Linked DNA regions of Mus musculus: all the other regions are linked to region 2. Evidence: chromatin contacts called from public Hi-C, HiChIP or PLAC-seq and promoter capture Hi-C data. All regions are on one chromosome and are shown on one strand. The core of a region is the stretch at or near the end of the contact, and the rest is flanking DNA. Distances in the headings are between cores, read along the strand shown.

Evidence for each region. A called contact is a pair of places that touch in the nucleus more often than the background predicts. HiChIP or PLAC-seq counts read pairs in DNA pulled down with a chosen protein or histone mark. Capture Hi-C pulls out chosen DNA fragments and counts their contacts.
Region 1: a contact with region 2 is called in a promoter capture Hi-C map of adipose tissue, with 3 times the contacts expected there. The contact joins the promoter of Slc30a7 here to the promoter of Agl in region 2. A contact is called at or near these places in 19 of 39 promoter capture datasets (the 3T3-L1 cell line, 3T3-L1-derived adipocytes, the C10 cell line and 11 more), 9 of 484 Hi-C or Micro-C datasets (the G1E-ER4 cell line, bone marrow-derived macrophages, embryonic stem cells and 6 more), 17 of 115 datasets of contacts at active chromatin or transcription factors (the 230-238 cell line, the SCID.adh cell line, bone marrow-derived dendritic cells and 13 more) and 4 of 9 other capture datasets (adipose tissue, embryonic stem cells, liver and 1 more).
Region 3: a contact with region 2 is called in an H3K27ac HiChIP or PLAC-seq map of large pre-B cells, with 9 times the contacts expected there. The contact joins the enhancer-like site here to the promoter of Agl in region 2. A contact is called at or near these places in 17 of 39 promoter capture datasets (the 3T3-L1 cell line, 3T3-L1-derived adipocytes, the C10 cell line and 9 more), 2 of 484 Hi-C or Micro-C datasets (bone marrow-derived macrophages and rod photoreceptor), 3 of 115 datasets of contacts at active chromatin or transcription factors (embryonic forebrain, embryonic stem cells and large pre-B cells) and 2 of 9 other capture datasets (adipose tissue and liver).
Region 4: a Hi-C map of cardiomyocytes shows a contact between it and region 2, with 2.9 times the contacts expected there. The contact joins the promoter of Vcam1 here to the promoter of Agl in region 2. A contact is called at or near these places in 2 of 39 promoter capture datasets (cranial neural crest and hippocampal neurons), 1 of 484 Hi-C or Micro-C datasets (cardiomyocytes) and 1 of 9 other capture datasets (liver).

What each region holds. Positions count from the first base shown.
Region 1 is chr3:116,005,900-116,008,882 of GRCm38.p6, reverse strand. It overlaps Slc30a7 (solute carrier family 30 (zinc transporter), member 7), which reads left to right and starts at 1,477. Exons shown (of 11, transcript NM_023214.7): 1 at 1,477-1,748; 2 at 1,948-2,049. The coding sequence starts at 1,669. Extl2 (exostosin-like glycosyltransferase 2) reads right to left here and starts at 586. Exons shown (of 5, transcript NM_001163514.1): 1 at 346-586.
Region 2 is chr3:116,806,685-116,809,495 of GRCm38.p6, reverse strand. It overlaps Agl (amylo-1,6-glucosidase, 4-alpha-glucanotransferase), which reads left to right and starts at 1,330. Exons shown (of 34, transcript NM_001081326.1): 1 at 1,330-1,468; 2 at 2,079-2,228. The coding sequence starts at 2,147.
Region 3 is chr3:116,029,183-116,032,008 of GRCm38.p6, reverse strand. No RefSeq gene overlaps it. Among named protein-coding and RNA genes, the nearest start is that of Extl2, 22 kb to the right of the region's middle. Within about 2 kb of position 1,413, at least 18 of the 459 cell types and tissues checked have an H3K27ac peak or open chromatin away from gene starts, as enhancers often do. A contact at or near this core is called in hippocampal neurons, where this site is marked.
Region 4 is chr3:116,128,211-116,130,991 of GRCm38.p6, reverse strand. Vcam1 (vascular cell adhesion molecule 1) reads left to right here and starts at 1,304. Exons shown (of 9, transcript NM_011693.3): 1 at 1,304-1,688; 2 at 2,184-2,459. The coding sequence starts at 1,625.

The sequences.
Region 1 (2,983 bases), core at 228-2,727, 800 kb after region 2:
CAATGCAGTAGGGTAGAATTGAAAAACTGCTCTGAACAACAACAACAGAGTAGCCTTTAAAAAGTAAATGCTACTAATTGAGAATATTTGCTTACATGACAATAATGGTCCAAGAAAGGCAAAGACAAAAGAGACATGTTTGTCCTAGAACTTATAGAATCAAGCCGTTTGTTACCAGCAGTTTTTAAAGAGGAACATTAAAAAAAAATCAAGATCTATTTTCAAAAATCTAAATTACAGAATAAATCCTTCCTACCCACAAAGTTCCAAGAACGAGGGCAAAACAAGCAGAGGTCCCAAATGGAAAGATAAAATCAATGAAAGAGAATTTCACAGTTGCCTCACCTCTAGTGCAGAAGATTGCAGCGGGGCCAGCGGGTTTATTTGCAGCTTGGTTAGCATAAATCGAAAGGAGAGTCTCCTTTGCTTGCCTCTTTTCCACCCCTTTCCTAAACCGGGCTTCCAACCTCTCTGCCCGTCCAATTGATAACCTAGGAAATGCGCCGCCTGCAAAGTGAGTGCCTGGAGCAGGGGACAGTTCCTGAGTGGCCACCCCTCCCTCGCTTTGGGTGACGCTCCACTTCCTGTTAGGCAAAAAGGCTTTCCCAAGAAGCTCGGTTTTGTAGTTTCCAAGCCACCTCCCCAAACCAGACCCCCTTTCCGGGTTTCCCCTTCTAGGTAATAACTTTTAATCATTCACGTGATCGGCCAGCTGACCTTGTCTAAACAATCCCCTAGAAAGATGCTGGAGAGTGTCTCTCTAGCCAGCCCAGGCCCACAAGGCTCATCCCCAGCCTCCCACCCAACAGGCTTGTATCTGCACCTCCTGAAATGGACCATAGTGACAGCTACTGTCTTGGGGGTGACAAGGATGCTAAAGGAACCTGTCTGCGGTTGCCTTCAGGGCTACAACCGAATGAGGTTGCAGGGGAGAAACAGCAAGAAGCGGACCTCAAGGCCATAGTCTATGGCCCTCTTCCTAAAGGACGTTTTAAAATACCTTTAAGTGTTTCTTTTGCAAAGCACTCAACGATCGCGTCCCGCGTGACGGTTTCCGCGGGTGGGGGTGGACTCCCTTAGCGTTGACCTCGGGAAGCCATTCTCGCACATCCCGTGCAGTGGCGGCGCAGCACGTGGCCGCCTGGGCTTTTCAGTGATGCTGCCTAAGGCACAGCGGGGATTTGAGGTCCTTTAGGGGGTTAATGCTGAAGGAGCAGGAGCGGGCTGCACTGCATCCGGGGACGATAGTGATGGGCGATCTGGGTGGGTGACAGCGGGCCCTGAACCAGTCAGCCACGTCTGCAGAGAGCCAGCAGGGGTATCTTTCGTGAGTTCAGGAGATAGGACCCCTAGCTCAGCTAGAGATAGATCCCCAAGCTTTCAGCTCGGACTTTCCGCAGCCCCCAAGCCCCGCCTCCTCCCCGTAAGCCCCTCCCCTGCCGGAGTCCCCGCCCCCGCCTCCCGCTTTCCCGTCCCAGGACGCGTTGCGCGGCCCGGGCCGGAAGTCCTCGAATTCCCGGGTGTGTGTCTGTGTCTGTGTCTCGCGGCGGTGCCGCGGCGGTCAAGCGCTTTGGGGTCCGCGTTTGAAGCGTCACCGCTGTCACTGCCGCCACCATACCGAGTCACTTCTAGAGGGACGGAGACCCGGCCCTTCGCCGGGTGGAGAAGATGTTGCCCCTGTCCATCAAGGATGATGAATACAAACCACCCAAGTTCAATCTGTTCGGCAAGATCTCAGGCTGGTTTAGGTGCGGGGTGCTGTGATTGCTGGGAGGGGGCTGCCCGGGATGCTGAGACAAAGCTGGGTGCTAAGGATGGCCTGAGGTCCAGCATGGGAGCGTCACCCTCCTGCTGTGGTGGAACGAGCATGCGGACTGGGTGGGTTTTGAGGGGTCCCCGCAACCCCCTTGGCTCCTGCTTGCTTCTGATCACCTGTATCGTGCCCAGGTCCATCCTGTCGGACAAGACATCCCGGAACCTGTTTTTCTTCCTGTGCCTGAACCTCTCTTTCGCTTTTGTGGAACTACTCTACGGCATCTGGAGCAACTGGTAACCAAAGGGGAAGATGATTGGGGCGGAAGCAGAGGGTGAGGGAGACAAGCCACTATTTGCTTAGTGCCACGTAGCTCCTTACCGGCAGGTTCACGTCTTACCTTTGCCACTACCACTTTTGCTGAGTTGCTCTCAGCGTACTCTCACCAAAAGGGAAGGGCTGCAGTTCTAAGATCGGGGACTCTCATTTCCTGCAACTCCATTAAACAGAACTGACAAACAGGCCCCCTCCTCATATTTTTTTTTTACTTTTTTATTTGGCAGATGCAATGAATCTCTTTAACAGCTTGCCTTAGCTATGCCTCAGGAAAAATGAGAGGATCCTGTTAGCTAACCTACCTGTGGGTGTGGCTTTTTTTTTTTTTTTTTTTTTTTTTTTTGGATTTCACTCCTAAGATTCTGAGAGAGAAAGATCTGAATGGCCCTGTTAAATTTATGATTGCCTTTGAATGACTTTTGAAGAGGTTTGTGAAGAGACCGTTGGCAAAGCATATGCCATTCTCTTTTCCAGTGAAACTGTCTTAGGATTTTCCTTGTATCTTTACTGCAGTAGAAAATCCCATACAGTTTTCTGAGAATGCCATTTTGACTTGAAGGCTTTGGTGTCACCTTTGGGCTTTTTTGTTTGTTTGTTTTTGTTTTATGGTGTCAAGATTTGGGTCGAAGAGAGTCCGGTGTCGCTAAGGAAGTAAAGTCACTGGAATTTAAGTATTTGCTGTGGGATAACTTCTGGGCTTGTGAAACTGCTCTGCAAATAACAGAATGAGCACACTTCTGAAGTGTGCTAACTCCATTTCTAGATTTTATTCCCTTCTAAGAATCGATAAAAGAGGGGCAGAAGTTGAGAGTGCTCACTGCTCTTGCAGAGGATCAGGATTTCGTTCTCAGCACCATATCTGGTGGCTCACAACTGCCTGTAACTCCAGCTTCA
Region 2 (2,811 bases), core at 81-2,580:
CTCCACATTTCAGATGGAGAAGTTATGGATCAGAACGCTTTGGGTAATCTACATTTAAAAAAGAAAATCAGAGAAACCCAACATACAGCGATAGAGTGTGGTATCTGAGTCACCGGCTCCCATTCTTCAACCCTCCCCAAACGAAGACCTGCTGGGTTCATTAGTCTAGCAGGCAGCCTTCAACTGGGGGATTTCATGGTCAAGCAGGAGTTTGTAGCCAGTTCACAGAGGGCGCACTCTGGCCTCCACACTTCCTAGGAACACAGCAGAAGAGACGCCTAAGGGAACATCAGACCTGAAGGAGAAATCTTGAGATGACTGTCACAGAAAAACCAGAACGTCTTTATAAGCTAGAATGCACACTCATTCTTCCATTTTACCAAGTCCTTATTGATATCAAGCCACGGAAAATAATGCCAACCTTAGATGAAGGGTTTAGTGAACCAAAATCATCGGGAATGTACTTGAAATCACATACACTCCGTTGTTCATGAAGCGGCTTTAAGCATGTTACTTAACCTTTGAGGGAGTCTGTTTCCTTGTCTTTAAATCAACGGTAACCAAATAATAATAATAAAAATAAATAAAAAATAAAAATGCATGTTTGCTGTGACAAAACCCTGAACCAAAAGCAAGTTGGGGAAAGAAAGTGTTTGGCTTACACTTCCTGGTCACAGTGCTCTATTGGAGGAAGTTAAAGCAGGAACTCAACGAGAAAGACCCAGAGGCAGGACCTCAAGCAGAGACCATAGAGAAGTGCAGCTTGCTGGCTTGCTCCTCCCGGGCTGGGCCGCCTGTTTACCTATGGAACTAAGGCCCATCTGCCCAGGGGTGGCCATGCCTATTTTCCTCCCATATAGCAACCATAAAACAAGAAAATGCTCCCATGCACAAGCCCACAGGCCAATCTGATGGAGGCAGTTCCTTAGCTGAGGTCCCCTCTTCCCAGCGACCAGTGTGTCACAAGGTTAATGAAGCCAAGCAGGGAATTTTAAGAAACTTGGTTTTCCCAACTTTGCATTTTCTTCCCAGAAAGAACGTCCCTAACTAAACATTATCCCAGCTCTTCTTCGCTCTTGAACTCACTTTTCCTAGAGAGGCAGAGCGATCGCACATCAGGGCAATGACAGTTCCCAAAGCCCAGACCCCCTCAAACCCACAAGCCGTGCCCACCTCTCGCGAGATCAGTGGTCTGTGCTAGCGGGGGCGATGGCTCCCGGAAGTGGGCGGGGAGGCAGGGCCACGCCCCCCAGGCTAGTCCGGGGCCCAGCGGAGTCGGCACGTCCTCCGGCCGCGGGGGGCGGAGTCTCGGCGGCCCTGGCCTGTCACTGTCCCCTGGCCCGGGTCCCGGCGCCCCTCCCCGTGCCCTTCACGGCCGCCCTGCCCTCCCCGGGCCGCCGCTGCGTCCGGCGTTCCCGCTGTACCCGGCTCCGGCTCCCGCTCCCGACGCCGCACGTCTATCCCGCTCGTAAGTGCCTGGAATGCGTCCGTCTCCGGACGCGCATTCCTTCTATCTATAGCCGCTCTGTACATCGCATGCCACCGCCGCCGCAGCTATTCCCGGGACAGCAACTGCTAACCTCTCCAATCACCTCCCTATTGGTGGCTTCAGACCCGAATTTGGGAACTGGGCGCTCTTCCACCTGTTCAGCAGCCTGATCTGCTGGAGGCTACAGTGCCATTTGGAGTTTTCAGGGCCCCCTGGCTCAGGAACGGAATTTATGCCACTGAACTCCAGGGTTTTCGCGGATGCATTGCTTTTCTCTGAGAATGCTTTAGGGGTTTTGTTGGTCTGCTCTGTTTTGAACTGAGTGTAAGACTCTACATCTTTGCTTCAGGCTTTCTTATTCTGCTCCAAGAGAGAAGAAACTTCTCCCTTGTTGGGCTTTACTGACAAGATTTTGCTCTTTCTCATTGCTCTTCTTGGCTTTAAACCTATCTAGGACATGTAAGTGCCGCTGTCAACTCCAGAGAGTTTTAGGTCATATTTTCTTTTCTTTTCTTTCTTTCTTTCTTTTTTTTTTTCTTCTTCTTCTCCTTTTTTTTTTTTTTTTAAATAATTCCACTTTGTTTTATAGGGGTAACTCATTCCACTTTGGAGTCCTTTTAGTTCTACGGAAAGAGTTCGAATCCTCCAGAAGCCAAAATGGAACACAGTAAGCAGATTCGAATTTTACTACTGAACGAGATGGAGAAGCTAGAGAAGACCCTCTTCAGACTTGAACAAGGTCCGTTGCAAGTTGTTTGATTAGCTCTTTTTATGTCTTTTAATGCATTGGCGTTCTATTAGATTTTTTTTTAACTTAAAATTAGGGACTGGGTGTTGGCAGGTAGAATGCATGCTTAGCATAAATGAGGCTGTAGATTCAGTCCTCTGCATGAACAGACACACACACACACACACACACACACACACTCGCGCACTCAAATAACTTTAAGTTAGCTGAAATTTCATAGATCTTGATTTGTGCCAAAATGGTAGGTACATTGGTGGTGAGGAATGAATGTTGATTAAGAATAGACCTGTCACGTTAGCACAAAGATAGCTCAGCTCATCTTGCTGCAGACGACCACCGGAGGCAGACACTACAGGTTATAGGAAGTCCCTCGTGGGTAGAACTTGTGCCTAGCCTGGGTTCAGTCCCTACCTTAGGGAGAAAAAGAAGTGGTAGAGAGTGCGTGTGCAGTTAAAAGATTGAGCATGTTATTAGTAATAGCATTTATTGTTATAACTCGTGAAATCATATATAATGTAGCTTTGCATATATCTGTAGGGTGGCTTTTCAGAGCAAACTCTTTTCCTCTATTGAG
Region 3 (2,826 bases), core at 164-2,663, 780 kb after region 2:
GGAGCCATGCTCACAGCCTCACACACTGGACGTGTTATCAGACAAGCACATTTTCCCTCGAGTTTGCATCCCCATAGGCATTGTCACACTAGCATGGAACTTACAGGTGAGAAGTCATGCCATGTAGATAAGTAATAACCAAATGACCTAACAAATGGTGCTAAGCAGGCTTTTTCTCAGCTGTGTCACTGTCAAATCCTCTCTGTTCACTGGTGGGTGCTTAGCAACATCCCCTTAACATATCAGTGGTGAGTAGCACACCTCCAGTTGTAACAACCAGAACAATCTGCCCCAAACTGCCAGATGGCCTAGAAACACACACACACACACACACACACACACACACACACACACACACACAGACACACACACGATTAGTCCAAGTTAACACCTGGTATGAAATAAAGCTGCTTTCTTGTGATAAAAGCAAAACAAACAAACAAAAAAGAACTAAAAAATAAAACCCCAATTGGGTTTTTGATATTTTCTTCTCGGAAATCAATGAAATGCTGAGATACAGAGACTCTGTCACATAAATTTCATGGGAATTCTCTCTGTGGACAGGCATGATACCCTTGCCTATAATCCCAGTGATCAAGACACTGAGACAGGAAGACCCTAAACTGAAGGATGAGCCAGATGATAAACTAAAGACCAGACTGGACTACAGAGCAAAAACAAACAAGCAAACAAACAAACAAGCAAGCAAGCACATCCTTTGCTGCAGTGGGCTTCCTAAACTGTTTTGGTGTTTGCAGAGGCTTGCTCTCTTTCAACGCTATGATTTTGATCCACCCATACTTCATAACTAACTTCAAAAATCACCTGGCTGCACGGTCCTTTTTCTTTGATGGGTATTTCTGTGATTTCTGAAGGCACTGTCAAATTCTTTCTGGTATACAGCATCCTTCCCAAACAAGTGCAACATGTAAAGTTTCATGGCAAATGTTCCTTTCATCCTTACCCTACAGGGAAGGACATTAAGAAGGGTCAGGACCCAGTGCAAGTGTGTGTTAGAAAATAAATGGGTTTTATGTTGTGAGAGACTTCACAGAAGGAGAGAATATGGAGGTGAATCAAGACCAGGACTTGTGTGTTGGGGCGGGGTGGAGGGAGAACAAAGTTGGGAGTCTTAGTAAGACAAAAGCTGACATCGGCGGTCTATTAATTACATGTCTATACAGCAACCTGGAAATAGTTCCTAGAAGCATTTTTAAAGCTTCCTGAAGCTTTTACCGCCCTTTGAGCTGTCACTGAACACTTCCTTGTCTGTCTGTTCGGCCTCCTCAACATCAAGTTCTGTGAAGGAGAAGCCTTTAATACCCTGAAACCCTCAGATATTTTATGTGGAACGAGCAGATGACAGGAAAACGGAAATGCCGGAAGTCAGGAAGGCTGGGGGAAACAGGTGTTCTCAGATGTGCTATTAATAGTGTCACCATGACAACAGTTGTAGAGGAATCTAGCAGTATGTATCAAAGCCCATAAAAGAAATGAATCTCACTAGATCGATCCAGGTGTGCAATTTCGTTGGACTTCATTTTAAGGGAACAATCACGGGCTATGCTCATAGATCTGTAAGGTAGGGTGATGTATCCAGTATTGCATAGCAAGGAGGTAGCAAGTGAACTGGGAGCAGGCTGGCGAGTACAGAGTCCTGGTCTCCTCACACTGGGATGACAAGGGAGCAGGCTGGGGAGTACAGAGTCCTGGTCTCCTCACAGTGGGATGACAAGGGAGCAGGCTGGGGAGTCCTGGTGCTACGGAAGCATCTGTTCAGGGCTGGGGAGAAGCCTTAGTGGGAAAGGCACTTGCTACGAAGCCTAAGCATCTGAGCTTGATACTTCTAACCCACATTGTGGGAGGATCTAATTGACTCTGAAACGTTGTCCTCTAACCAACACACACACACACACACACACACACACACACACACACACACACACACACACACACAGAGAGAGAGAGAGAGAGAGAGAGAGAGAGAGAGAGAGAGGGTCTTACTCTGTAGCAGGGCTGATCTTCACAGGAATTCTCCTCCCTCAGCCATCTGAGTGCTGGGATTACAGGGGTGATCTTTGATTTCTTTACACTGCTGTAAATGTGTCCAAACTGATAGAATACATACGTACTGTGGCTTTAATGTGAAGAGCCAGGTGTGATGATGTCTCATGTCTCTAATCTCAGCATTTTGGGAGACTCGGGCAGGAGGGGCCTTGAGTTTGAGGCCAGCCTACATTAAAGGATAAAACTGTCTCCAAAACAAAACACAGGGGGGAAAGTATATAAAGAATGAAAACAAGGAACAAGCCTTTGGTTCCTGGGTACTGTGCACAGACAGTGCTCTCCGTATCTCCCTTTGTGGATGTTGGGTTTTCTAGCATTAGAGCAACCTAACAGCTTTAACGCTTTGAACATCTGAAATGGGGAAGCCGCTATGACTATGACGTATGACTCTAGTCAGACATACCACCTCTCTTATTATTTAAAACCAATTCTTAATAAAACCTATGAATATTAACCTGTCCTTAGTTTTCCAACGTTTAGGATATATATAAAACAATCACATTTTGACAAACAGGGGCTCTTCAAATGTGATGTCTGGCAAGGATTTCGTCCCGGAGTCTAATAGCAGAGCCTGTAGGCTTCACTCCTGAGCTACACTGCTACACAGGTGTAGTTTTGAGCCCGCACAAGTGATTTTGGATCATGTGGAGTACGAGTAAAAGGTTTTCATGGAAAGATGGTCTTAGGAGGTCTAGCCACAGTGTAGAAATCTTTCTTATATAGACCTAAAAGTATTTTTGTTGATGATTCATAATATGA
Region 4 (2,781 bases), core at 55-2,554, 680 kb after region 2:
GAGAAGGTGAGAATCAGTAGGGGGTAGTCTATACTCTCCTTTTATGACATGACATTGTTGAGGTCCTCTAGATGACATGGCAGCTAATGTCATCGATCCCTGGATATGTCGTCATAGCCCTAAAATATATCCCTCAACTTCCCTTTTATACTTGCCTCTCAGTGGGAGCCACATGTATTCTCAAGAGGGAATTCAGAAGTCTCTCCTGCCAGGTTGGAGCAGTTGGCGACTGTGGGTCTCACTGATAGCCTTTGTCCAATGACATGATACTGTTAATTTTACATGTGCCCAGATGTCTGGGAACTATACCTTTCTTGTGGAATTATTTTTTTCTCTCACGTGGCACTTATGAACTACATTCAGTATTTTGAACGTTTCTCTTCTAGATTTTAAACATCTAGAAGATGCTGCAGGTTTTATAGTCGTTATATATAAAACCATTATATATATATATATATATATATATATATATATATATATATATATATATATGGAATAGAAACAACTATGAATAAGAACTAGTCCTGGCCATGCAGGGAACTGATAATGCCATGTGGGAGGTAAACCCACATGTGTATAATACAAGGAAGTGGCTATTCCGGTTTCTTTCTGATGGGCAAGCATTTTGCAAGGACATGGGCTATGCATGTGTAAGACCTACAGAGGCATTTAAGACACTTAATTGAGTCTTTCAAAAAGTCATTTCACTGGGAGTAGAAAATAATAATAAAAAAATGGTTGTCAATTCATCTCCTAAAGCTAATCTGTTTACATATTCAATTGGACTTGTGGCTAAATAATGCAGCCAAAGAAATCCACCACAAAAATTTAGCAGACAGATCCCATTTTTTAGCGTTCAAGTCTGCAAAAGACTTCCTGTCATCCAGCAATGGGTCAAAGGGCTGGGGCATTGTCAAACAAAAGAAAAGATAATTCCCTTCATTCTGCATCAACGTCCTTTCATTTACTACTTCAGAAAGTTATTTCAGGGAGGTTTTTTTTTTGTCAAAAATTCACTTATGAATAAAAGAGTATAAAAATAAGAACTACTGACTCACATTCTAAAAGAGTGACTCATGATAATGGGTCAATAAAAACAAATAAAGGATATTTTCCTTTTTTTGTTGAAAGAGAACAATTTTTATTTTTTAAATTGCAAATGCATTTCTTAATGAAGAAAAGTCAGTGGTTATTTACTGAGTGATCTCTGTCTTTGCTGTCACACACACACACACACACACACACACACACACACACACACTGTTGGCAGTTTCATTTTGCAATCATCTTTTCAGGAGAGATAGCCCTTTCGGAGCTGAAGGTCAGGAAAAGCCAGAGATTTATATACTTGGAAGTGTCGTGTTTCCCAGGACTCAGAATGACTTCAGCCCAGAAAGCAGCTGAAGGGGTTAACGTGGGGACTTGGCTGGCTGTCAGTTAAACTTTTTCCCTGGCTCTGGGTTTCCCCTTGAAGGGATTTCCCTCCGCCTCTCTAGCAAGACCCTTTATAAAGAGCAGACTTTCTATTTCACTCACACCAGCCCGGCTGGCTTTGGAGGCTGAACACTTTTCCCAGACACTTTTCACGTGGGGCACAAAGAAGGCTTTGAAGCAGAGACTTGAAATGCCTGTGAAGATGGTCGCGGTCTTGGGAGCCTCAACGGTACTTTGGATACTGTTTGCAGTCTGTAAGTTCCTGACCTATTTCACACATCTACAGCTTCTGGTGTACTACAGAGCTTTGCTATAAGAGCCAGTATTCTGACAGAGCTGGGGACGGATTTTCTTTCCACTGTCAAATGAGTAATTTGGATTATATCGGTAGTGGGTCTATCTCTTTAGTTTCCTGTATTCGACAATGAAATCAAGCTTAGAAAGTGACAAAAAAAAAAAAAAAAAAAAAAAAAAAAACTTTGTGCAATGGGCTTCAAAGTCAGAACTGAGCATTCTTCTTCGCGGTGACGATTCCAGCACCTTCCTCAAGAGCAACTTCAGGGCTTTGGGTCTGTCTTGTGCTATTAGTCTGAGACAGTTTAAAAAGTAGATCATCCCAGCTGTGCTTTGGACACTGTATTGCTGCGCAAGAGAAAAAGGACACAGTATGGGGCAGACCATGGTAAACTTGTTCTCTCTCTCTCTCTCTCTCTCTCTCTCTCTCTCTCTCTCTCTCTCTCTCTTTTCAGCTCAAGCTTTTAAAATCGAGATCTCCCCTGAATACAAAACGATTGCTCAAATCGGTGACTCCATGGCCCTCACTTGCAGCACTACGGGCTGCGAGTCACCATTGTTCTCATGGAGAACCCAGATAGACAGCCCACTAAACGCGAAGGTGAGGACGGAGGGGTCCAAGTCCGTTCTGACCATGGAGCCTGTCAGTTTTGAGAATGAACACTCTTACCTGTGCACAGCAACATGTGGCTCTGGGAAGCTGGAACGAAGTATCCACGTGGACATCTACTGTAAGTGAAGGAAGGAGCTTTTGCTTTCTCTTGATTTTGTTTGAAAAAAAATTAACGATATATTAAACAGAGACTTTTAAAGAGTATCTAGATTTTTAGCTAGCAAATGCACAATTTCAATAAAGCCAGAGAAAGAAGAAGCTAGTTAAGAACAGGAAACTAAATTTTAACCCCTGTGTCCTTGTTTGCCAAAAAAATGGTGCCCATGTAAAAGAGACTCACACCTTCTTGGCTCCAGTTCTTAGCGCAGTGTGAACCTCCCCCTGGTTCTATTAGTTAGTTTTTTCCCCTCTAATCTTCCATTTGGGGGTATTTCTACACG